Regions from separate parts of the Mus musculus genome. Here all the other regions are linked to region 2. Evidence: chromatin contacts called from public Hi-C and promoter capture Hi-C data. All regions are on one chromosome and are shown on one strand. Each heading gives the region's core, a stretch centred on a gene start, on an enhancer-like site or on the middle of the called end of the contact. The rest is flanking DNA. Distances are from core to core; before and after follow the strand shown. Region 1 holds the start of 1700100I10Rik (RIKEN cDNA 1700100I10 gene). Region 2 holds the start of Gpc5 (glypican 5). Region 3 overlaps Gpc5 (glypican 5). Region 4 overlaps 4930524C18Rik (RIKEN cDNA 4930524C18 gene).

The links. Promoter capture Hi-C pulls out the DNA fragments that hold promoters and counts their contacts. A called contact is a pair of places that touch in the nucleus more often than the background predicts.
Region 1: a promoter capture Hi-C map of pre-B cells shows a contact between it and region 2. The contact joins the promoter of 1700100I10Rik here to the promoter of Gpc5 in region 2. A contact is called at or near these places in 2 of 39 promoter capture datasets (neutrophils and pre-B cells) and 1 of 484 Hi-C or Micro-C datasets (pre-B cells).
Region 3: a contact with region 2 is called in a Hi-C map of LSK cells, with 1.8 times the contacts expected there. The contact joins the enhancer-like site here to the promoter of Gpc5 in region 2. A contact is called at or near these places in 3 of 39 promoter capture datasets (embryonic stem cells, hematopoietic stem and progenitor cells and pre-B cells), 2 of 484 Hi-C or Micro-C datasets (LSK cells and pre-megakaryocyte-erythroid progenitors) and 4 of 115 datasets of contacts at active chromatin or transcription factors (DN3 thymocytes, the SCID.adh cell line and embryonic stem cells).
Region 4: a contact with region 2 is called in a Hi-C map of liver, with 1.7 times the contacts expected there. The contact joins the enhancer-like site here to the promoter of Gpc5 in region 2. A contact is called at or near these places in 6 of 39 promoter capture datasets (the C10 cell line, the HPC-7 cell line, hippocampal neurons and 3 more) and 3 of 484 Hi-C or Micro-C datasets (liver, nephron progenitors and pre-B cells).

The regions. Positions count from the first base shown.
Region 1 is chr14:114,942,667-114,949,106 of GRCm38.p6, forward strand. It overlaps 1700100I10Rik (RIKEN cDNA 1700100I10 gene), which reads right to left and starts at 3,282. Exons shown (of 2, transcript NR_126551.1): 1 at 3,158-3,282. Gm31072 (predicted gene, 31072) reads left to right here and starts at 3,353. Exons shown (of 3, transcript NR_168699.1): 1 at 3,353-3,442; 2 at 4,715-4,942; 3 at 5,339-5,630.
Region 2 is chr14:115,089,377-115,095,386 of GRCm38.p6, forward strand. It overlaps Gpc5 (glypican 5), which reads left to right and starts at 2,839. Exons shown (of 8, transcript NM_175500.4): 1 at 2,839-3,412. The coding sequence starts at 3,250.
Region 3 is chr14:115,246,394-115,252,379 of GRCm38.p6, forward strand. The region is part of intron 2 of Gpc5 (glypican 5); the gene reads left to right. Among named protein-coding and RNA genes, the nearest start is that of Gpc5, 160 kb to the left of the region's middle. Within about 2 kb of position 4,313, at least 28 of the 459 cell types and tissues checked have an H3K27ac peak or open chromatin away from gene starts, as enhancers often do. A contact at or near this core is called in DN3 thymocytes, LSK cells, the SCID.adh cell line and 1 more, where this site is marked.
Region 4 is chr14:114,854,676-114,860,589 of GRCm38.p6, forward strand. It overlaps 4930524C18Rik (RIKEN cDNA 4930524C18 gene), which reads left to right. Exons shown (of 6, transcript NR_045661.1): 4 at 361-953; 5 at 2,777-2,947. Among named protein-coding and RNA genes, the nearest start is that of Gm31003, 7.6 kb to the right of the region's middle. Within about 2 kb of position 2,661, at least 37 of the 459 cell types and tissues checked have an H3K27ac peak or open chromatin away from gene starts, as enhancers often do. A contact at or near this core is called in liver, where this site is marked.

The sequences.
Region 1 (6,440 bases), core at 2,032-4,531, 150 kb before region 2:
AGTCTCTGAAGAAAGAAATTGAAAAAGATCTCAGAAGATGGAAAGATCTCCCATGCTCATGGATTGGCAGGATTTATATAGTAAAAATGGCTATTTTTCCAAAAGCAATCTACAGATTCAATGCAATCCCCATCAAAATGCCAACTCAATTCTTCACTGAATTAGAAAGGGCAATTTCCAAATTCATCTGAAATAACAAAAAAAAAAAAAAAAAAAAAACTATTCTCAACAATAAAAGAACCTCTGGTGGAATCACCATGCCTGACCTCAAGCTGTACTAAAGAGCAACTGTGATAAAAACTGCATGGTACTGGTACAGCGAAAGACAGGTAGATCAATGGAATAGAATTGAAGACCCAGAAATGAACCCACACAACTATGGTCACCTGATCTTTGACAAGGGAGCTAAAACCATCCAATGGGAAAAAAGACAGTATTTTCAACAAATGGTGCTGGCAGAACTGGCGGTTATCATGTAGAAGAATGTGAATTGATCCATTCTTATCTCCTTGTACAAAGATCAAGTCTAAGTGGATCAAAGAACGCCACATAAAACCAGAGACACTGAAATTTATAGAGGATAAAGTAGGGAAAACCCTTGAAGATATGGGCACAGGGGGAAAATTCCTGAATAGAACAGCAATGGCCTGTGCTGTAAGATCAAGAATCAACAAATGGGACCTCATAAAATTGCAAAGCTTCTGTAGGGCAAAAGACATAGTCAATAAGACAAAAAGACCACCAACATATATTGGGAAAGAATTTTTATCAATCCTAAATCTGATAGGGGACTAATATCATATATATATACAAAGAGCTCAAGAAGCTGAACTCCAGAATTTCAAATAGCCCCATTAAAAATGGGGTACAGAGCTAAACAAAGAATTCTCACCTAAGGAATACTGAATGGCCAAGAAGCACCTGAAAAAATGTTCAGCATCCTTAACCATCAGAGAAATGCAAATCAAAACATCCCTGAGATTCCATCTCACACCAGTCAGAATGGCTAAGATCAAAAATTCAGGTGACAGCAGATGCTGGCAAGGATGTGGAGAAAGAGGAACACTCCTCCATTGCTGGTGGGATTGCAAGCTGGTACAACCACTCTGGAAATCAGTCTGGCGGTTCCTCAGAAAACTGGACATAGTACTATCGGTAGTTCCATCAATTCCTCTCCTGGGCAGAAGATGTTCCAACTGGTAATAAGGACACATGCTCCACTATGTTCATAGCAGCCTTATCTATAATAGCCACAAGCTGGAAAGAACCCAGATGTACCTCAACAGAGGAATGGATACAGAAAATATGGTACATTTACACAATGGAGTACTACTCAGCTATTAAAAACAATGAATTTGTGAAATTCTTGGGCAAATGTATCTGGAGGATATCATCCTGAGTGAGGTAACCCAATCATGAAAGAAGTCACTTGATATGCACTCACTGATATGTGGATATTAGCCCAGAAACCTAGAATACCCAAGATACAACTTTCAAAACACAAGAAAATCAAGAAGGAAGACCAACGTGTGGATACTTCCTTCCTCCCTAGAATAGGGAATAAAATATCCATGGATGGAGTTGCAGAGACAAAGTTTGGAGCTAAGACGAAAGGATGGACCATCCAGTGACTGTCCTGCCTGGGGGTCCATCCCATAATCAGCCACCAAATACAGACACTATTGCATATGTCAGCAAGATTTTGCTGAAAGGACCCTGATATAGCTGTCTCCTGTGAGGCTAGGACAGTAGCTGGTAAATACAAAAGTGGATGCTCACAGTCATCTATAGGATGGAGCACAGGGCCCCCAATGGAGGAGCTAGAGAAAGTACCCAAGGAGCTAAAGGGATCTGCAACCCTATAAATGGAACAACAATATGAACTAATTAGTACCCCCAGAACTTGTGTCTCTAGCTGCATATGTAGCAGAAGATGGCCTAGTCGTCCAACATTGGGAAGAGAGGCCCCTTGGTCTAGCAAACTTTATATGCCCCAGTACAGGGGAAAGCCAGGGCCAAGAAGTGGGAATGAGTGAGTAGGGCAGCAGGGCAGGGGGAGGGTATAGGGGACTTTTGGGATAGCATTTGAAATGTAAATGAAGAAAATATCTAATAAAAAAATTTCAAACTGCTGCTCATTCAAAGATACTACAAACGTAATAATGATTATAAAATAAGAAAATATTATGGCAGTTGGTGGGGGCACCCACCTTTAATCTCAGCACTCAAAATGCAGTTGGATCTCTGTAAGTTCAAGGCCACCCTGAGTTCCAGGACATCCAGGGCTACAATGAGAGACCCTGTCTTAAAAAAAAAAAAAAAAAAAAAAAAAAAAAAAAAAAAAGGATCTATATGTATAAAGTACTTGTAGGGGGCTAGAGAGATGACTCAGCAGTTAAGAACACTGACCGCTCCTACAGAGGTCCTGAGTTCAATTCCCAGCAACCACATGGTGTCGAGGCTTTGGATGCCCTCTTTTGATGTATCTGAAGAGAGCGAAAGTTTACTCAGTTGTATTTGGTAGATGATGATGATAGATAGATAGATAGATAGATAGATAGATAGATAGATAGATGATACATAGATGATAGACAGATAGATGATAGATAGATAGATAGATAGATAGATAGATAGATAGATAGATAGATAGATAGATAGAGCTTAGAGATGTAAATACAAAGCATATTGAAAGACTGAAAGCTTGGACAAGGAAGTCCTTTCTGAAGTTTCACATACAATCATGGACGACAGCATGCCTTCTTGTATGTTCGCAAGGTCACCTGGTCTCTTCGTTTATTAAAACCTAGAAAGATTTGATTCAATTACCCAGGGCAGGAAGTGTAGAAATTGAACACTTTTCTGAACACAGTATGTCCATATTCTTGGGACTGGGGGCAGAGAGGCTTCCTGCATCCTCACGGCGTCTTTGACTATGCTTCAAGTTCATTACTGTGCCCGGTTCTGTGTATTTGTGTTCCTTCGGGTTGTCACTGCAGGGGCTACCCCACACCTAGAGAACAGGGCAGTGCTCTCAACAGTGTGAAATCAAGCCTCTGAGCTACGCAGCAAACGTTTGACTAGAGATTCCCACAGTCTCAACAGGGCGGCCCTCAGTCATGTGCTGACTGGGGGTAGTTATTCAGAAGGGCATGCTAACCTCTAACCATCAAAACAGCCACAATTTTCCATCCAATGGGCACTACACCATCTTCTCTGCTGCTTCCCGCTCATCCTCCCCTGCCCATGGACGCCCAGCAATTTCTTCTCCCTCTCAGTCACACCCTTCTCTCCCCATCCCCCCACCCCCAACGGCTCAACCAGTCACGTGCCTCAGTGCACGTTCTTCTAAACCACAGTTGATATAGAAATTACTGAGTCAGCTATTCACATATTTTTAACCCTGCTGTATTTGAAAGAAACATGAGAGATTCCAGGATTTGAAGTAAGTAGTGATTCTCAAAAAAACAAAACAAACAAACAAAAAAAAAACCCTCATATTTAAATATTGTCTTCCATCTATGATTTCCAATTAATCTGCCATATAAGTGACAAGATTTATTTTTAAGTCATAATACATTTTGTGTATATTACATATAATGTATTTTCTATCATTGAACTCTCCATTTTTAGGAACCAGTAGTTACCATATTAAAAAAAAATTAGGTTGATTTTTTTTTTTTTTTACTTTAAGCACATGTGTGAGCGTGTATATCTCTATTTCCCTTCGTTTCTCTCACTCTGAGTGGCTTCTTTAATGCCACCACCTGCTATTCTCCAGCAAACGGCTTGCTCGGCTCGCTCATAAAGTTGGGAAGTGGTGAGCAGCAGTGTGGTCTCCTGGGCCTGACTGTGATTGACAGGTTTCCTAAGCCACATCCTCTCCACATAACAGCGTCCCCTAGTTTTGTGACTTCCTCATCTCCAACCAACACTGAATAGTATTCTTAAGACAAATAGTAGTCCACTGATTAAAAAAGAAGAAGAAGCAGCTGCAAAATTCTTAGCATAAATTCAAAAGCATGAGCAGCGTGCCTCTTAGAATAGAGCACAGTCTTATGATAAAAGAGCAGGGTTTGACTCCAGACAATGACATTAAAATTGATATTCTCATTCATTCTGTATATAGCCTCTCTTTAAATAATTCTGCTGTCTTGCCTTAGGCTGCCATATTTAACACTCGGGAATCAACAGCTAGCAAACCTCCTATAGATCATGTTTCTTTCCACAGTTACCTAGAGCACTCACTCTCAAGCTTCCTTCACCACAGTGATGTTTACAAATGGTGACATGGGAAGTTGGTTGACAGCGCCAAACAAAATGGATTTCTCACTGTGAGATTTTAAAGCTTCCCATTACGTGATTGTACCACCATCCATGTCGTGAGAGACCAATAAGCACAGCCTAACAGGATCTCTGGGAGTTCCACCTGTCGAAACAAAGTATACTTCTCAGCCACCTCATTTCAATGCGGCCATTGTGTCCATAAACACAGATTTATGTAAAAGAACTAACTGAAATTCAGCGCCCCAGTTTGAAACACCTTAGTTCTCTAACTTAATCAGGAAGGATAAATGTTTGGGAATTGTCCCCTCCACCTTCTCCCCTCCAAGATACAAAGTTTCTGCTCTTGGCAGCAGAAAGGTAGATGGGAAGAGAAATAATGAATTTTAGTTACTTTTTCAAACAAGTTAACTTTGCTTGTCTCTTTTCTCAGCAGGCGTCTCATGCAGAAAAACAGCAGCTGGAGGCAGGAAACTACCTGTTCATCAAATCAGTACAACAATGTGTCTTTTCCAAGATCTTCACCTGAAATTACACGTAGCGCTGTCTCCATCTCTTCAAGAAGCAGTTGTCACTGATGTCTTTATCTTAAAAATAGCAACGAATTTACAAATAGATTCTGTAATTTAGAATTGAATTCTTTTTTATCTTTTTTTTAAAGGTATGATTGGTACTGGGAGTATAACCCCACGGTAGAGCACTTGCATACACATGCAATGAGGTACAAACTCAGCCCAGCAAAATAAATAAATAGAACTTTAAAATACGTCTGCTCTGAAAAGGCTGTCCACAAGATCACCCCTGTTAGAGTTTAAAAGGCAAAGGCCTTGTAGGTTGTTTCGGGGTTTTGTTTGTTTGTTTGTTTTTATTTTTGTTGGATATTTTATTTATTTACATTTCAAATGTTATCCCTTTTCCCGATTTCCCCTCTGCAAACCCCCTATCCCACCCACTCTCACTTCACCAGCCTGGCATTCGCCCGACTTTGGGGCATCAGACCTTCACAGGCCAAGGGCCAGGTTGTTTTGATTATTTGTTTTGTTTTGCTTCCTACCAGTAATTCCCCTGTCGTTGGACTGACTCCCTGAAAGTCCTGGTCAGGCCTGCTTACACAATACTTGTGGGTGAATCAACCTTACCATCTTTCTTCAAACTGACCAACCCTAAATTAGTGGAGAAAAACTCTTCCAGGATAAATAAACAACAACAACAACAACAAAAAAGGCCTTAAAAGGTGACTGGAATTTTTGGCTCCCCAAGGCCCGCTCTGCTCTGGAGAAGGAGGGTCCTTTTCTCTGTGTGTCTGTTTCAAACCCATAGTTCTTAACCCCAATAAATGTCTTTCTTCAGTTGCCGATTCTGTGTGTTGCTGTCTGCAGCATTAGAGTTTTCTCTGCTGCTCCAGATTTCTCCTGCTTCTTAATTCTTTAACTGGCAGAAGACACTCCCCCTCCCCAGACTGTGTGTGTGCATATCGTATGATGATTTCATGATGCATATGTGTCTTACTTAGAACATTGTGAAAGCCCGCAGAGCAAACACGGAAAGTGAGCGCTAGTCCAGACTTCAGTCTCCGGGTGAGGGCAAGTACAGCTGTTGGCTTCCTCTTTTGTTCTAGAAGCCCCACTCTCGTGATAAAGGCAAGAGTTGTGTGTGAGACACAGGAAGCTGATAGGAATTCTTGGTTGTGTCTGCACAGTTTTGCTGTGACTCTTAAAATGCTCGGGGGAAAAAAAATGTCTGTTTTAAAATGAAGTCAGCAGCCAGCGGAGACAATAAGGGGAAACAATGGAATCCCAAAACTTAAGGGCAAGGAATCAGCAGTCACAGCGAGCGCTTTCAGAAAACTCTGACATCAGGATTGGCCTCAAAGGGAAATCCCTGCACAAAAACCCAGACAGAACAGCTGAGTGTATGAAAAATGCAATTTTTTTTAAATCGAGTATCACACACACAGCCCGCTGCCCGTGTTCCGTCGTAATTACAGAGGCTGGAAAGGGGATGGACCTTCTTGCTGTGTCCCACGGAAACAGCCCTACAGAGGAGACTTCCTCGCTGAAAATAGAGCTCTTTAAGTTCCAGCTTGGGCTGTTGAGTCACTTCCTCTCTAACCTTCTTCCGAGAAGGGTCTTCTGAGAAACCTAAACTTTGAAAGCTAC
Region 2 (6,010 bases), core at 1,589-4,088:
GGGGACACTTGCTTGCTGCTCAGTACCTAGCTGGCTTGCTCTACTCTTGCAGGATCTCCTGCCTAGGGAACAGTGATGCCCACAATGGCCTGGGCTAATTAACAATCAGGACTAGCAATCTCAAGTGTACCTAGAGGCCAATCAGATCTGGACAGTTTCTCAATTATGACTTCTGCTTCTGCTGGTTTTATGTCGTCTCATGTTAACAGTTAAAATTTCCCAGTACAGAGTATGGGCTATTGAGTAGTACACTATGTCCTAAAGACATATTCAGGCCAATCTGCAATCATTACACCAATACCACATTGCTCTTACACTGCTGGCAATTCTTTATCTTTCTTTACAAGGTCTTGTGTTGACAAACCATAAACTGTTATTGAGAAATGCTAGGGAAGCCCCACATTTAGAAGATGATTAAGGTGCATTTTAAATGACGGCCCTTTCAAGGTTTTCCTATCTGAGGGTATTGATATTTGAAATCAAAGCACAGTGTCTGTAACACAAAAGACATCCAATAACTGCACATGGAGTAGCTTTAAAAAATGAGGCATTATACATATCAAAGTATTGAAACTCTCCCTTGCTTCATTTATAGAATCTATGAGTAAACTGAGCCAAAGACTAGTTCCAGTCCAGTGTGTGCGGACGGTCCTAAGAATGTCTCCATAAAAGCCACAGTGGTACCTTACTCTGCTTGGAAGACAGGAACTTGTTTTCAATATTCTCAGCTCAGAAACCGAGTGATTTGTTTGTCTGGCATAAGAATATTGTGAGAAAAATCATCCTTCTAAGCCAACTGTTATCTCATTCATTGTGGCAATCAGAGGGCATAAAGGTATCAGCAAAATATGCCATTTATTTATAAATGTGGACAATTTATACAGGACAAGTATACTTATTTTTCTAGTTAAGACCTACTCAGTTTCCATGTATGCTGTCCCACATGTTTTGTTGAAAGGAAGTATGAAGCACTGAGAACTTGCTTGTAGCTTTCTTTAAGCCTAGTTAAGCTTAACAGACCTCTTTATATCATACTGTCCGATCAATATTTGCTATGCAAACCATCAGTATTTATGATTTTGTTCTAGAGAAAGTGCTTTACAGACTGCAGTTAAAGGGATCAGGCTGGATAGTGAATCCTTATAGTTATAGTGGTCTATGATAGCCAGCTCTAACATGGAGAGATTCTGGTGAGAATAAGGATGTTTGGGGAAAAATTAGAAGTTAACTTTATACTAATATATGTGGGAGTCTAGAAGATATATATGTACATATTTTCTAATTTTAAAAAGTCCGATGGACTAATTAAAGTCTTTAGTCTTACTCCATGTAGCTGAGTCAGCATCTAAGTGAAACATGAAATGGCTAAGGAAATCTTGTCCTGGATTTTGACATTTTGATTTGACTCCTGGTTCCCGCTGCCTGTGGCCTTGGGAAACCCATCTTACATGTCTGTCCCTATCTACTTACTTGAAAAATAGTACTGGTGATAACAAGTGTATAGGGTGATTGTAACGACCGAATGAAGGGAAATCCATACAGCACTTGGAATACTGCTTAGCACTTAAGGATTTTATAGATGAGCGTGGCTGCTCTTGTTTATTCCTATGGATATAGCTGACCTCCAAGAAGCCTTTCTTGATGGTGCATCAGAGCTGAAGAGTCATGAATGTTCCTTTATTTTTCTAGGATACATATGTAAAACCTTGCTTGAAGGCCTAGAATTTAAAGTGTCTAATGATTTCTATTCTTGCTTACTAAGAAAACTTCTAAGAAAATAATTTGTAGTATTCGGGGAATGATGTCAAAAGCCAAGTGGGTAATATTTCACTCTGAAACAGCATCCCAGCCATGGCAAGATCTCTTTCTGAAAGTGCTGCCTTTGATATCAAATGGCCATTAGAAAACCCCAGGACACTTAGCTAAGACTGGAAATTATTCATCTCGAGTCTTGGCAAGGGTGCAGCTTAAGATGAAATTCTCTTAAAGTGGTTAAGATATTTAGAGTCCCTTCTGCTAATGCTGTTAAAGAGCTTCTTGGTGCTGAGAAGTACTCTCTTCAGGTGGCTATGACCCGGATCATGTCACTCATTTAGGCTTAACTGCAGGCTGCCTTTTGCTTCCTGGTTTCTCATGCCTAACTTGACAAACTTTCCTTTTCAGCTTGTAATTGCCCAGTATTTTCGTTTCTCCTATTTTCCTGGGGAGAAGCTCCCTCGAGCACTTTTGTCTTAGTTACTCTCTGAGAAATATTAAAAACAAATTGTCAAAGGTGTCAAAGCTCAGAAAGGTATAAGACCAACGTGAACTATGATGTTAGAATAAACTGAACTTCAGCGAGATATAAAGAATGTGATAACTTCCCATTGAGACTCTGAGCTCTAAATTCTTTCAGAAGAATCATGTTACAGAAAAATCCTCCTAGCACTAAAAGCATAAAACGCTTAACATTAAAAAAAATAAAAGCATAAAGAATTTGAAACGTAAGTGCTACTAGGTCGCTCAAAACCCTGCTTTTGCCATTCGCACTTGCCAAGGTCCAGTTCATGAAATTTGGATACAGATTCCTATGCATAGAGGACCTTGATTTGTAGAGAAATGTTTCATCTTATTTCCAACTCATGTTTCTTATCTCCTGCCTTCTCTGATCCTCTTTATACATACTTTCGTTTCAGCGGTTGAATGCTTTCCGAAATCAACCCGGAGGAAGAAGGCTAGTTTCCTTCCATTAATTTGACTCTTCTGTGAGGTCGCAAGCCCGGCGCTTGCTGTGCTCCGCAGGATCTGGGCTTGGGCGGAGCCGGCGGACTGCTGGGGGTGTGGCTAGGGGCGTGGCCTGTTCGCGGGGTTGGCGAACCGGGCTCTGGAGCTCCGCAGGCTGGCACAGCCTAGGTTAGTGGCTGCGAGCTGAGCCTTAGGCGGCTGCAGCGATACCGGCCAGTGCCGGATGCTTGCCGTGTCTCGCTTCTCCCCGGCTCGTGTTCGGCTTGCGCAGCGCCCACCCGCCCTGGTCCGGGAGGGACCCGGGCGATGCTAAGCATGAGAAGTGCAGCGTCTCAGCCTCAGGGCTTCAGGGGAGAAAGCGGAGCTCTTGCAGGTGAAGCCGCGGTCCCTTCGCGGTCTTCCCGTGGCCGCCTGCGCATCGAACCCTTGCCAGATTCCGCCACGCATCTTCCTCCCGCGCTGCCGATGCTGGGTGCTCTGGAGAGTGAGGACCACAGCGGGGAGGGCGCGACCCGAACACCGAGGATGGATGCCCGCACCTGGCGTCTGGGCTGGCGCTGTCTCCTTCTCCTGGCTCTCCTTGGATCTACCCGAAGCGAGGGCGTGGAGAGCTGCGAAGAAGTTCGGAAACTTTTCCAGTGGCGGCTTGGGGGAGCTGTCAAAGGGCTGCCGGAGGCGCCGCGGGCAGGTAAGAGCCGCTGGTTGGCTCCGCACTGTGCGGGGCTCCAGCCGGGGACCTCTTGGGCTTGCGACCACGGTCTCTGGGGCATCCATCCATTCAGAGATGGTCCTTGGTGAGACGACGACCTTTCGGGTTCTCCGGCCCCAGTAGGTGAACCGGGGTGAGGCCTGTGGGAATGCTTGGTGTGCTCACGAGAGTAGGGCAGCTTCAAGGTGGGCTCCTTAACTGTATCTGGGGTTCCTTGGAGCTCTGAAGCATTTTTTTTCATGCCGGTGCCCTCTTGCTCTCCAGGGAGGTGCTTGAAGAACTAATCAAGGGTGGTTTGTTACTGCTCCAGGATCTATTTGTTCCCACAGGAAACATCACCAGGGGTCCTGGTTTTACTCTCACAACCTCAGAGGGATTGTGTTGGTTGCCGCAAGTTTGATGGTAAACTAACAAACCTTCTTATATCCTTGTGCTGACCAAGGTGCCAATGCTGTTTTTAATGAGCGCTCGACCCAGTTCACTCAGAGACGACCTTTAGTTGCCCCTCTGCACCTTGGCACCAAGCCTTCCTACAGAAATCCGAGTCTCTTAGTGTGTCCCAGCCCCACAAAGTAGTTTCGAGCTTGCAAAGCGATAGGGCAACAGGCAATCAAGCTCTGCGTTTGGGGGCACCAGGAAACTCACAGTCTATACAATTAATATGGCAGCTAGAGACCATGCGTACTATAAGACCCCTTTGCCTGCATTCATCTCCTGTGCTCTAGCCTACACTCAAATTCTTAGCTGCTGGTGGGAGAACAAGTACACGTTCTATCCAGAAGAGAAGATCTTGTGCTAGGGAGCCAATAGAGTGTCTGGGGCTAAGTTAGATCATAGTGGAGTATCCCTAGCTGTTGCTGAAGTCAACAGAGAGGGCTGGATTTAAGGACGTTGTCTGATGAACAAAGAATTTGCAAAGGATGCCTTAGTACCAAATACATCCCTTTTCCAGTGCGAGAAGGCTTGCCGTTAGCACTCCCCAGTGGTAGCACATTCGCTTGATTGTTTTTCTGCTAGTTAGCTCAATTCTTATCATCCTTCCCCAGTGTCTGGGCGCAGAAAGCCCACCAGCCAGCGCTCACAGGACCACTTTTAAACACACCAGTGTTTATTGGAATACCTACTCAATACACTCTTTCCATACTTGACACACATTGTTGACACTTCCAGCTTAGGGGATTCTTGTCTCTTCAAAACCAAACACACACACACACACACACACACACACACACACACACACACATACCCCAAAACAACCTTCTAAGTAAGTACTGATTTCAGTGTATTCTTTCGTTAAGAAATACCTCTCCCTTAACCACTTATGAGACTAATTGGTTTGTGTGCAGTGGGTGTTGAGCTGAGAAAGCCTCACGTGCATTGTGAGACCTGTCTCCCGAATGTCAAAGCTTTGGCTGTAGCTGACAGTCCTCAGGAAGGCTTTGATCTCAGTGGCTTCTCGATGCTCAGTGTCCGTGCACCTGCTGAAGACAACACGGTCCAGAAAGATGGTGAGTGTCGTTTCTAGAACCTCATGTGTGTCATTGCCTTTGAAGAGGTATGTTCTAGAGCATTGATCACTGAGCTAGCCATCACTGTAAGGAGCTACTGAAGCTCTACCCTCCAGAAAAGCAAACAGTTGTCACTGTTGGCCTCTGATACAGAGAGCACAGCCTAAGTGCCAGGGGAGCGTGCACCTTTTTAAAGGAGTCATTCTGGGTTGTCCTGTTGAAAACACCTTTCTTCTTCCTTCCTTTCTTTCTTTCTTTCTTTCTTTCTTTCTTTCTTTCTTTCTTTCTTTCTTTCTTTCTTTCTTTCTTCCTTCCTTTCTTCCTTTTCTTTTTTTAAATTTAATCTCTTATTTATTTATTTTTTTACACTCCAGGTTTTATGCCCCCCTCCCCCCCATCCATCCTCTGACTGTTCCACATCCTATACGTCCTCCCTGGTCTCCGTGTCTCTACAAGGCCGTCCCCACCACCCACCACCCTTCCCACCAGACCTCTAAACTCCCTGGGTCCTCCAGTCTCTTGAGGGTTAGGGAAAGTGCCTTTCTTATCTGTGGCTTAAGGCAATGAGAAATCAGAGTAGCTCCCACTAAAGCAGCCGGGCACTCTTACAGACATCAGTGGTCTGAAAGAGGTTCTCCTGAAAGAAGTGCTAAATTCCTTGGATATTTTCATTAAGAAAAAGTCACATGAAGGTATTATGCTGATGTTGACTAACCCAATAGAGTCACTCATGTACAAATTTGATATAATACTGACATTTAATTGTATCATTCATTGATTTGAATAATTCAGCAAAACATTAAAATGTTTTGGCGTTGATTCATCTTATTTCCTTGCTTAAAAAAAAATCCCATTCTTGATTTCCTATCCGAATCTAATGAGTCACATATAACTTATGCTTAATAAATATTTTCTTTATTCTTACATTTACATAATACAGTTATATTTTAAAACTATTTATAATAGTTAACATGATAAAAATTAGTAAGTGGCTAACTAGTTTTCTAAAATCATACCAGTCTCAGGACAGTTTATACTTAATATATAAGCAGTCCCTTTCACATGAGAA
Region 3 (5,986 bases), core at 3,063-5,562, 160 kb after region 2:
TCCAGTTAAATATGGAGAGATGAAGTTAAAGAAGATGTATTTGAAAGTAAGTGCACAGTGGGAATGAAAAGTTGCCCCCAGATTTACAGCGTAAAATGATGCTATCACCAAAGGTAAATATATCACTTTAGAGAAATAAAACTGTAGCTGTAAATGTCTACTTACATGCTGAATAACCTGAGAAATAAATTCTAACTTGCCATTCTGTTTTTGCATATGACATGAATGATTTCAAGAGCACAGCATCAGGAATATAGAGATTAGATCATTGTGACTTGCCATAAACTCAGTTACTTAAACTCTTTGGTCTTTGATTTGTCAGCAGTAGAGTATGTTACTTTGCTCTGAGGCAGTCCTTTGCAATTCTAAGAGTCTGTAATGTAGATCAGATGTGCTCACCACCTGCACATGCGCAAACAGTGACTCCTTTAGTGAAATCTTGAACAGGGATACTTGTCTGAAATATTGATCGTACAAGGCCAAACCAAGTGCCAACACGGGAGTAGTCAGGAAAGCATTAATAAGAGAAGTCTCTCCAGGAAATGAAAAGGAATGGATACATAATTAGAGTCCATTCATCTACTGAAATCAGACAAAAGGGGCCACAGAGATGACTCTGTGAGTAAAGCACTTGTCTCTCAGGGGCAAGGCTCTGACTTTGATGCTCCATACACACTGAAAGCCAGAGTAGTAGTGAGTATAAGCCTTGCACTACTATGAGCTGGGAGGAGCAGACAGAAAGATGTACAGAGGTCCCCCGTCAGCTAGCCTGGCATGTGTGGTGGTGAGCAATAATCTCTTTCTCAAACAAGGTAGAAGGCAAAGACCAAGAGCTGAGGTATTTCTCTGAGGTATGAGGCATGGTATGGATGTGGTTACATTCATAGGCAGTACATACATTACCCACTTGTAAGAGCCCATACACAGAAAGCTAAAGAAAACCAAACAGAAAATATTAGCAATTCATAAAGCTGCTGACTTCAGTAAGATCACCATAGGTTGGTGCTTGTATGTGTGAGCTGGAGAGGACTTTTGACTTTAACTAGCCATGAAGTTATTAGGCTTCTCTTTACCCTGAATATGAGGGATATGAACTACAGGAATTAATCCATTTGTGTACAGTATCACATTTGCAGTATAGACATGTTATAATGATGCCACTGATTGTTTACAGCAGTGATTGTCAAACCCAGCTGGGTATCTGTGTTCTGCAGATGCATGTTGCCAGGAGTCTTTGTAAACGATGGATCAAAACTCTGGGAAAGATGCTGGGACTGGAGCTTGCTGGGCAGCAGGAAAAGGCCCTTAGCTCAATTTCCAGTACCTCCCTCCAGTCTTGGGTGGGATTGCCATAGAATCGGCTTTACTTGGGGTCTCTCTAAAATCATTCTTAAGTCCTGGATATAGACTAAAAGGAAAGTTGTGTTTACCAAAATTTATATTTAACTATTATGAAAGTTTTCTACCACACCTCTGAATACAAATTTGGTCCACCCTAAAGATTGACTTCCTTCCTTCCTTCCTTCCTTCCTTCCTTCCTTCCTTCCTTCCTTCCTTCCTTCCTTTATGTCATTAATGAACTAATGAACTTGTGGATGCTCAAACCAAAAAAAAAATCTGTTTCATTTTTATTTTTCTGTCTTGGAAATATGCCTCACAAATTATAGTATAAGATGATCAAATTTGTAAGTATAATCACACTTACCGATGTGGATGGAATGAAAACCCCATGTGCAAGGAATGCGTTTGTTCTGTGAATATAAAGCTTATTGTTAATTGATACTTGAAAGTCTGATATTACCATTTGAAGATAGGGTACAGAGAAAAAGTAGCTATAAGAAGCGTTTGTAACTGGATAATAGGGAAATTGAGATGAAGAGACCCATATGAGAAAATACCCATGAGCTAACACAGAATCAATTCTGTAAAGAGAATACACTGTTTTATTTGCATGTTAAACTTACCCACTAGTGGAAAACTTTTACTGACTGGCTGTAGGATGCTTAACTCTATAGCCTACAGCTTTTGTTCCTCCATAATGTTAATTAGCCACTTCTTAAAAAGTTCCTTCATTTGCTGATTTGGATGAAATAAAAGTGTATGAGACCAATTTGGTGGCTACAAAATGAGAGTGGCGACTTTTTCCATTATTAATAATTTGAATAATAGGGCTATTTTCTTTAATGGTATACTTAATAAGTAGCTATACATTTGAAAAGCTATTTTTATACCATATCAATTATAGTTTTAATTCCTTCCATTGCCACATCATTTTTAGTGCCAAATAGGGTTCAAAATGAATAAAGGAAACGGCAAATAACAGAAAGTATTAGAGAAGATCATTTTATATGTCAATAATCCAATAGTTTAGGCATAATTTCTTTAACATAAAAACTAATGACATATAATTATCCAAGAGGTAATCAGTAGAAATGTCCTGAATTTTCTCATTCAAAAAAATATAGGATGAAGGGTATTTGGAAATGATGGCAGTGGTCGAGGGGGCTTTCAGAGTAACACTGGTCAAATGGTACAAACTTTCAGAGGGAGAGGAGGGATAAATTAAAAAGAGGCATTGCACACCAACAGCATAACTATGTATGGTGTTCTTTAAAGCTGAAAAGTGGACTATGTGTTCTAATTCCATAAGGATCATGCCATGCAGTATTTCCCTTAATTATCTCAGTGTAGAATTCTACCAGGCATTTCTTGATACACTGTATAACACAACAAATATAATCCAGTTTTACCTAAGGAAATTAGTATTAACTAAAAATAAGATGTAGACACTATGAGAAATCATAGGTAGGGAAAAATAAGACAAATCTAAAGAAATAAAGCTATTTAAACAGAGTTGGGTCATTCTGTGTCAGTGAGCATTTCTAGCATACAAGAGCACCATGTCAGCATATTGGAGAAGACTTCAGGTTCACAGGTGTGCTGCAACAAGAGGGAGCACAGCCTGTTTCAGACAGAGGACTTAGCAGCATCTGGCTGATGTTGCACCTGTGGGTGGCAGGTGTGTGTTACTGGAGTCTGCTGAGTGACACCATGGTGCAGCAGGGCACCTTCCAGAAACATGTGACAAAGGTAAACAGCCGCATCAGAGCACTCTATCAGGAGAAAGCTCCTGGTGCCTCCTCTCTGGCTACACTCAACTGGAAGCCACAGTGAAAAATGTTGTCAATATATTACATTTATATATTACTCTTCATGTTGTGCTCTCTGCATTCTTCAGGTTCAGGTGAAAGCTTAACAACATGAAGCCCCTGGTCCATCTGCATTTTCATTGTTTTTGCGTGTGAAAAGACATATTTATACATGCCTCCTTTTGGATAGATTCTTTATTCAACCTGTTCTTCATTCATTATTCATTTTGGGGGGGAGTAGAGAGACTCCCCTTAGGTATGTGTTTTCTTTAAAAGAATGTAAGTAGATGCTTGCATTTTTTCCCTCTGGGTACTTTATGGATCCTTCTACTATAAGTAACTAAAGGATTGGATGAAGTTGGATTCCTTTTAGCCACATCACTGTCAGGTGGTGGTGGTGGTGGTGGTGTGTGTCTGTTCACGTGTGTGTATGTGTGTGTGTATGTATGTGTGTTTGTGTGTGTGTGCATGTATGTGTATATGTATGTGCATGTGTGTGTGTACTTGTGTATGAATGTACCTGTATATGTATATGCATATGTGTGTACATGTATATGTGTGTACATACAAACACACACATATATGTACACATGTATACACATACATACAGACATACATACATACATACATACATACATACACATATACACATACACACTCATATCTGACCTCCATCTGTGATATTAGTGAACCTGCCCAAGAGCTGCCTCCTAATAAACCTGCCTTTATCTGCTTTTAATCTGTTCTAATATAGCCCCTATCTGTGTCACCAAGGGGGAGAAAAAGCCCGTTAGTGAATTTTACTCAATTTGGAAATGTGGTTTAATATTTGTTTATTGAAACAGTGAACGTTGATTTGCGCTCATCTAGGTACGTTATGCACAAGTCCCAGTGAGTTGACTCCCCCAACAGTGCTCTCTCAGTCAGTATGTCTTGACCTTGTTGGAATGGAGTTCACTCTTAGAAGAAAATGCTGTAGGACTTATGCCTTCTCTTGGATGAGCAGCCAGCATGATGTTCTGCACCGCTAGATTTCACGGTGGTTACACATGCATTCTGGGTAACTGGCTTTTCATTTAGTGCAAACTGTAGTCCTTCCTCTTGTCTCATGGCATCAGACAGCTCCAGGTCATGTGTGTCTCCTTGCCGTGTGAGGTCTTTTGTCGTGAGAGTTATCAGACAGGACAGAGGATGCTGCTATGTTTGCTGTGGTCTTCCACTTCTCAGGGTGTGGCTACGGGTTTCCTGCAAAGCTGTTGGTTTGTGGTGGGAACACTTGTGTTGTTCTCCTTCCTTCTGCAGAAATTTCTGATACATGTGATCTACATGCCAACATACTAGTGATATATGTGGTAGTGTAAAATATGCTTACAAAATCCTTGACGTTCCATTTAATGGATGGACTCTTGATTTCTCTCCTGTTGGGTTTGAACTACACTAGGAACTTGCTTTAATAAGCAGGTAAGTCAGAAGTGGTAGCGTGTGGCTTTTGTGGAAAGGCACTAGGGCACCTGCTTCTCTCAACTCGGCAGTTGTCTGGGGTAACTCAGTGGCTCTGATGTATGGATGCTCAAACACTCCTTTAAAAGACACCATGTGGCAAGTGGTTGAAACCTGCTGTCCATAGTAGCTGGATTTAGAGGCTACCATCTATTCTGTGAGCCTTCTTGCAGGCAGATTCTTGAGCATATGCCAAGAAGGAAAAGACAGCCTAGGCCAAAGCCTTAACTGAACCTTTAAGAAATCCTGAGCCTGGCCACATAGCCTATCTGTTCTCATGTGCTTTGCTCACAAAAACTAAGATTGTAACCATTTTTGTTTTTATACGAGTAGCTTCTTGGATGTCTCTCATGCAGAGCTGCTTATATAGCACACTGTTTACATTTTAAAATTCCATACTCACTGTTTCTCTTGTCACTTCAAATCTCTCTGACATATGGAAGTCTTATTACTAATATCTGAAAATCTCCCCGAAAGAAATTTTGCTGTGTTCCCAAAGCTGGAAGTCTGTATTTTACAGTGGTGATTTTCTTCTTCCTGTTACCTATTTTAATTTCCTTCAGATTTACTTCTAGGAAAGTTTTTACTTTATAAGACTTTTAATATTATTTATATGGTTTTACTGCATCTTTAGTCTTTTTCAAACCTTACTTTTAATGACAGTTCTTAAATGCCTTAGCTTCCCTTGTAGCCCACCATCCATCAGAGGGAGTGGGAAAGAAAAGATACAGGGGAAATAGACCTGTTCAGAAAGGTTCTTTGGAGCAACTCCCATCTGTGTTGTCTGGAAATCGTCAGTTCAGTTCACAGGTTAGCAGGCAGTGGCAGCTCGAACCACTTGAAAGTACTTCAGAGATGCACCAGCAGTCCAGTTTGGTAGAGTCAATAGAGATAGCAACAGCTAACAGACGTGATCTAGCAGAGAGAGCCAAGCCTCAGCCTCAGCTTGAGTCAGCAGGAAACACCTGGAGGGACACCAGGAGAAGTTCCCTCGACCGTGCCTCTCTCAGGGAAGTGGAGATCAATGAGACTCAAGACCCACAATTATTGCACAACTAGCTGTACCAGCAAGCCAAGCTCTGTCTCCATCACTCTATGGGGTCCTATTCCCTGCAAACATCACATGTCCTCCACTTGCCTGGCCTCAGCATGGGCATCCAATCAGCCTGAGTCTGTAGAAGGGGTAAGAAACTGCATCACAGCACCCTAAGATTTTTGGAACTCTATGGAGTTCTCAACAAATGCAGCTCAACTACGTAACATAAGGCAGGCCAATGCATGTGTACTGTTAGCAAAGAACCTCTCACCACATGACCTTTCATGTGCTTGCTTTAGGA
Region 4 (5,914 bases), core at 1,411-3,910, 230 kb before region 2:
GTTTTTTTAGCGTTTTTGTTTTATTATTTTTTATAACACCAAAATTTCGAAGAATATCAGTCATTAGGCAGTAATGACCTGTCAGGCCTCTTGCACACGGTCTTCCGATACCTTACCACTAGATGGCACTAGAACCAAAAATCAGCATTCCTAAAAGCGTCATTGTTCTTATTGTAGGATACATATGCATATATGTGTATATATGTATACACACACACATATATGTATACACATATGTGCATATATGTGTCTGTGCATATATGCATAGATGTATGTATATAGATATAAACACATATATTCTTGTCAGCTGCTGATCGCTGATTTTTCTGGGATATTTTTCCTTTCTTTAACAATTTCCAGCTTACGAAGTGCATGCAATGTTGTAAGGAAAAGCTTTGAGAACTCTTAAGGAGCAGGGAATTCTGTAGAGAACACTGACCACCACCTGCAAGTTGATACATCTGAATTTATTTGACCCCGATGACTCCAATAAAAGGGGGACACTCTTCTAATTCACAAAACAGGGAGGCTTCTCAGGCGAGTGATTAAATTACCTCCTTAACACTTAACTCTGGTTAGAATGTGGAACGGGGAAGCTTGAACCAAATGATTGCCTAATTCCTCAGCAAAGTAATGTGAGCGTCTACAGCGTTGCCCTCCTTCCTTCCCCAAACCTTTGTTTTCCCTGTTTTTCCTACAGAAGACCTTCCTCTGAATATGTCTTAATTCATAATTTAACTACTCTTTTCTTAACGTCACTGTTCTTTGTCTTTGACAACGGGAAGAATGCAAGTTCACAATTTGTTGGAAAATTGGTGTTCTAATAAATCTACCCAGAAAATCATCCCTGGGCCCTGGTAAATGTCTAGCGACACAAGCGTCCATCAATCAAGATTCCTTTGTTAAATGTCTGAGACAGAACAAAGCTTCCAGAGGCCTCCCTCCAACTGCAGGTAAGAGGCAAATGGACGGGTCCTCCCGCTAAATCCTTCCAACCTGAGGAAATCTGAGGAGGAAAGCAGTCAATCAGCGTGTCACAAAAGGACCATTGTTTAAACACAAATAAACCTGTGTTTAAATACCATAGTTCCAATTTCCTCAATAATGAAGGAAAGAGAAAAGACATGTGTACTCTCCTTACTTGTATTTATTTGGAATTTTTTGTGTTTCCCTTTCTTCGAACCTGCCACTTTTCAAACAGGCAACAGGAAATGGAGGTTAATAGAATGACAGGCTTATAGATCCAGATAAATAATTAATGGCCCGGAGTAATTAGCTGGAAGATGTTTAATCATTAATTTGTGTGAGTCATCAAAAGCAGTGGAGCCTATCCACAAAAATATCGTACTAATGAGAAGTAGATATATTTTGTCAAGATGGAAATTAATATATGATGAGAATAAGTACTTTGAAAAATTAAAATGTGGGACAAATTTATTTGACCCACTTTCACTGGCTAAGGAAAAACTTGGTCTGCCTTTTACCTAATGAAATGAAACCTGTATAAATTCCGTGAATGTCTGCATTAGCAGGATGTAAACCTGGGTAGGAAAATAAAGCAGTTGGCTAGTTGTGTCTTTCTTTAAGGAAATCTTGGAGGAAAAATAAATTGTAAGAACTGAAATACGTCATTATTGAGGTATCTGAGGGACAAGCTTGATTCTTTAGAGGATTTAAGATAGAGAGCAAAGTCCTTTAACATCATGCTAACTTACAATGTACTGGGTGCGTCTATGTGCTGTTTTCAATACAAATTTATTGCGGGTCCTAAATTATGCTTTCACGGGAAGGTTTGTCTTTAAACTTTTAGGTCGGAATTGTCCCGATCTTTTCACACTGAATCAATCAGGTTTAAAGCTGGCCAAATCTTTGGCAGCCTTGTAAATCTTTCAAAAGATGTTATCCAATTACCCTTCACGGGCCACAGGATCCTACGCCATGACCGGTTCCTTCTCCGGGAGGAATTAAGTGCTCATGAGGGGTTAGAAAGCAATGGAGCTGAAAGGCGAGGCTCTGTCCTTTGCCTCAGCCCCACGTGCTGTAGCTGTGCCATCTCCAGCCTCCAACCGTCATAAGGTTGCCACAGAAAATCTGACCTAAACAGTGGCCCTCACATCGTCAAGGTCTCTGTTGTCTTAAATCAGATAAAAGGGGAACGCAGTGCACTAGAATGATTTCTGTAAAGTCTCAGCATGAAGATGTGTCCCAAACGGGACCCACCAGTGGTGCCGGAGGCCTTGCTCTTTGTGGTTCTCCAAAACGCAGAACCAGAATTTTAGGCAAGTCCAGAAATGCACAGGAGACTGAAATGGGGGGTGGGGGGGGGGGGGATAAATGTTCTTTCTCAGTCCAGATTTTGATCTAAAAAAATGATTTTTATTTTTTCCATTTAAAAACACATATTAATCTCTGGTACTTCCTCCTCTTCCAGCATCAAATACAAATAAACGGCTGAGGACCCGTTCAGTTTCTATAAAAGTCTGTTTCCTGCCACTTGGTTTCAAGGGGAAAGATTGTCTTGGGCAGAATCGTTTTCAAGTAATTTTTCAAGGCCAACTGTGAACATGTGTAGAAGGGTTCTTTCACAGAAGTTAGAAAGCACTGCTGGCCCCTCTAATGTAAAATGTGAAGCAGAGGTTATGGGATTCCAGTTGCACCTTTGACCTCGTGGCCTCTGGAGTCAGTCACTCATTGTGATCTTTAACCTTTGGCAAATCATGACCCTCTCTGTTTCCCTCGATTTTTTTTTTTTCTTTTTTACTACCTACAACAAAAGGAACCCCAGCAGAAGTCACGTAAATGTTTGAAGTATTTTGTTTGCTGATTCTCAAGCCCAGAAAAAGGAAACTTTTAAACAACAGAAAAGAGAAATCATTCAGGGGGACCTTTCAGGCTTTGGTCTTTTAAGGTCCATCCAGTAGATTGCAGGGAGTCTCGGCACTGCAGGGTAAGCACTTGACCACATGTGTCAAAACATTTTACTTTCTTCGATTTAAAATGTGTTGTAGCAAGAGGTAGGAAAGTTGGAAGTTTTTTTTTTCTTTTTAATCGCACTTTCAACACTTTACACCCCTGCCATTACCCCCCCCCCGCCCCCGCAAGCAGCAATCAATGTGTCCCAGCTGCGAGCCCACCAGCCCTCCATCAAACCAGGGGCTGGGCTGATTGTCTCCACGGAAATGCAGTGATCTTATCAGCGGTGAGTCAAAGGTGAATCTGTGCAAACACTGAAGTAAAGCAGAGTGCTGGGCCAGCTCCCTTCCAGACAGGGGAGGCAGCCAACTCCAGCAGTAAACAAGCTGGAAACCCTGAGTCCCCAGGAATGAATCAGATTTAATTCTAAGTCCTAAGTCTCATTTAGTCTTGTCTCCTTAGCACCCGCTGCTGGTTGGTGACAAGCAATTGAATTTTAAGTGCTCACCTTCTTTTATTAAGTTGACTTCCTCTTTGGTGATTTCATATGCATGTCCTATGTATTTAGATCAAATTCACTCCCCCCTCCCCAGTTCCATTTTCCCTACAGTCCCATACCAACCTCATGGCCTCCTCTTCTTAAAAAGGAGCTTATCTTCTTAAAACACAATTTAGACCTCTGTCATCTGCTATCAGTCCTCAGATCTCACACTGAAAAGAAAAAAATGAAAACTGACACTTGGCACAAGTAAGGCCTCAGACAGACAGACACAAAGACAGGCAGACACATACATAATACATAACATACAATAAAACTATTTTTTTAGACAAATGATAGGATTAAAAAGAAACACATTATTAAATGTCTAGGTCTAGAGAGACAGAGAGGGGAGGGGAGGGGTGGGGAAGAGGAAGGGGGGGAAGGAAGGGGAGGGGGAGGGATGGAAGAGAAGGGAGGAGAGAGAGGGAAAAGGAAGGAGGAGGAAGGAGTGGAGAGGAAGTAATGAGAGGGGGAGGAGAGGAGAGGAGAGGAGAGGAGAGGAGAGGAGAGGAGAGGAGAGGAGAGGAGAGGAGAGGAGAGGAGAGGAGAGGAGAGGAAAGGAGGGGAGAGGAGAGGAGAGGAGAGGAGAGGAGAGGAGAGGAGAGGAGAGGAGAGGAGAGGAGAGGAGAGGAGGGGAGGGGAGGGGAGGGGAGAGGAGAGGAGAGGAGAGGAGAGATTAACCAAAGTGTAGAGTCTGGGGTTGCTGAGGAAGGAGGACTAAGAGTTTACCTCAAAGAACAACACAGGCTGGCCTGACCACGCAGTGCTCCCAGAGACTAGACCACCAATGAAGGAGTGTACCTGGAGAGATCCATAGCTCCAGATACATGTGTAGCAGAGAATGGTCTTGTCTGACAGCAAGGGAGGGAAGGCCCTTGGTCCCCGGGAGGTTTGATCCCCCAGCATCGGGGGATGCTGGAGCGGTGGGGTGGGAGAGGGTGGGTGGGTGGAGGAGCACCCTCATACAGGCAAAGGGGGGGAAGTAGGGCAGATGTGGGAAGGAGAGTTGGTGTAGGGGTAACCAGGAAGTGGGATATCATTTGAGATGTAAACGAATGGAATGATTAATAAAAATAAAATAAAATAGGAAAAAAAAAAGAGTTTACCTCAGCCAAATCTACTGAGTAAGACCCTTCCTCACAATAATACATCTTACATATGCATACATTCATACGTCTTACATACACACATACATACCAGGATTACAGCAGAGACTAAAGTAAGTACCTTTTCAGCAGGATGAGCATAGCTAGACTCTTTTGAATCATAATAATCGAAAGCTTGTCCGCTTAAGTAATATCTGCCTGGTTACTTGTTACCCAGAGAGCATGAAGATGTTTATATATTCAAAAGTGGTTGTACAAGTTTGCACTCCCACCTGCAATGAGAAAGTGCTCCCGTGCTCCACATCCCCCTGCAATGAATGAAGAAGTGCTCCCCGTGCTCCATGTCCTCCCAGCATGTGCTCTCACTTGAATTTTTGATCTTAGCCATTGTGACAGATATAAGATGGAATCACAGAGTTGTTTTGATGCTTGAATCTCACTTGAAAGGGGAAATAGATAAAATAGATATTGGAGGTGGATGGGGGAGGGAACAGGGGAGAAGAGGGGTGGAGAAAAGAACTGGGGTGAGGATAGGTGTGGGGAAGTGGGCCAGGAGAAGGTGGAGAAAGGGATTGGAAATTGTATCTGTAGGAGGATCCACAGACCTAGAACAGGGGTGGCTCCTATGAGGAGTCTATGAGGGTGCCCCTAGCTGATACTCCCAGGAACCAGACATTTGGAGACTGAAGTAGACACCTTCTGTAGCCAAGTGGGACTTCTAAGTAGAGTGAGAGGGACACCAACCCAACCATAAAACTTTTAACATAAAGTTTGTCCTGCCTACTAGCTACGTGAAGGAATAGATAGAGCAGAGATTGATGTAATGGCCAACCAATGCCTGGCCCAACATGAGACTCATCCTATGAGAAAAAACCAACCCCTGACACAATTAATGATATTCTGCTATACTTGCAAACAGGAGTCTAGCATACCTGCCTTCTGAGAGGCTTCATCCAGTAGCTGATAGAAACAGATGCAGAGACCCACAGCGAAACATCAGGCAGAGGTCATGGAGTCTTGTGGAAGTGTAGGAAGAAAGATAAAGGGAGCAAGAGGGGCCAAGAACACCACAATAAGACTTACAGAGCCAACTAACCTGGGTCCATAAGGGCTCAAAGAGACTGAACCACTAAACAAAGAGCATGCATGGAATAGACCTAGGCCCCCTACATTTATGTAGCCAATGTGCAGCTTGGTCTCCGTGTAGGTCCCATAATACTGGGAGCAGAGTCTGTCTCTGACTCTGCTGCTTCCCTTTGGATCCATTTCTTCTAGCTGGGCTGCCTTACCTGGCCTCAGTGTCAAAGGATGAACCTAGCCTTACTGTGACTTGGTGTGTCAGGGTCTATTGGTA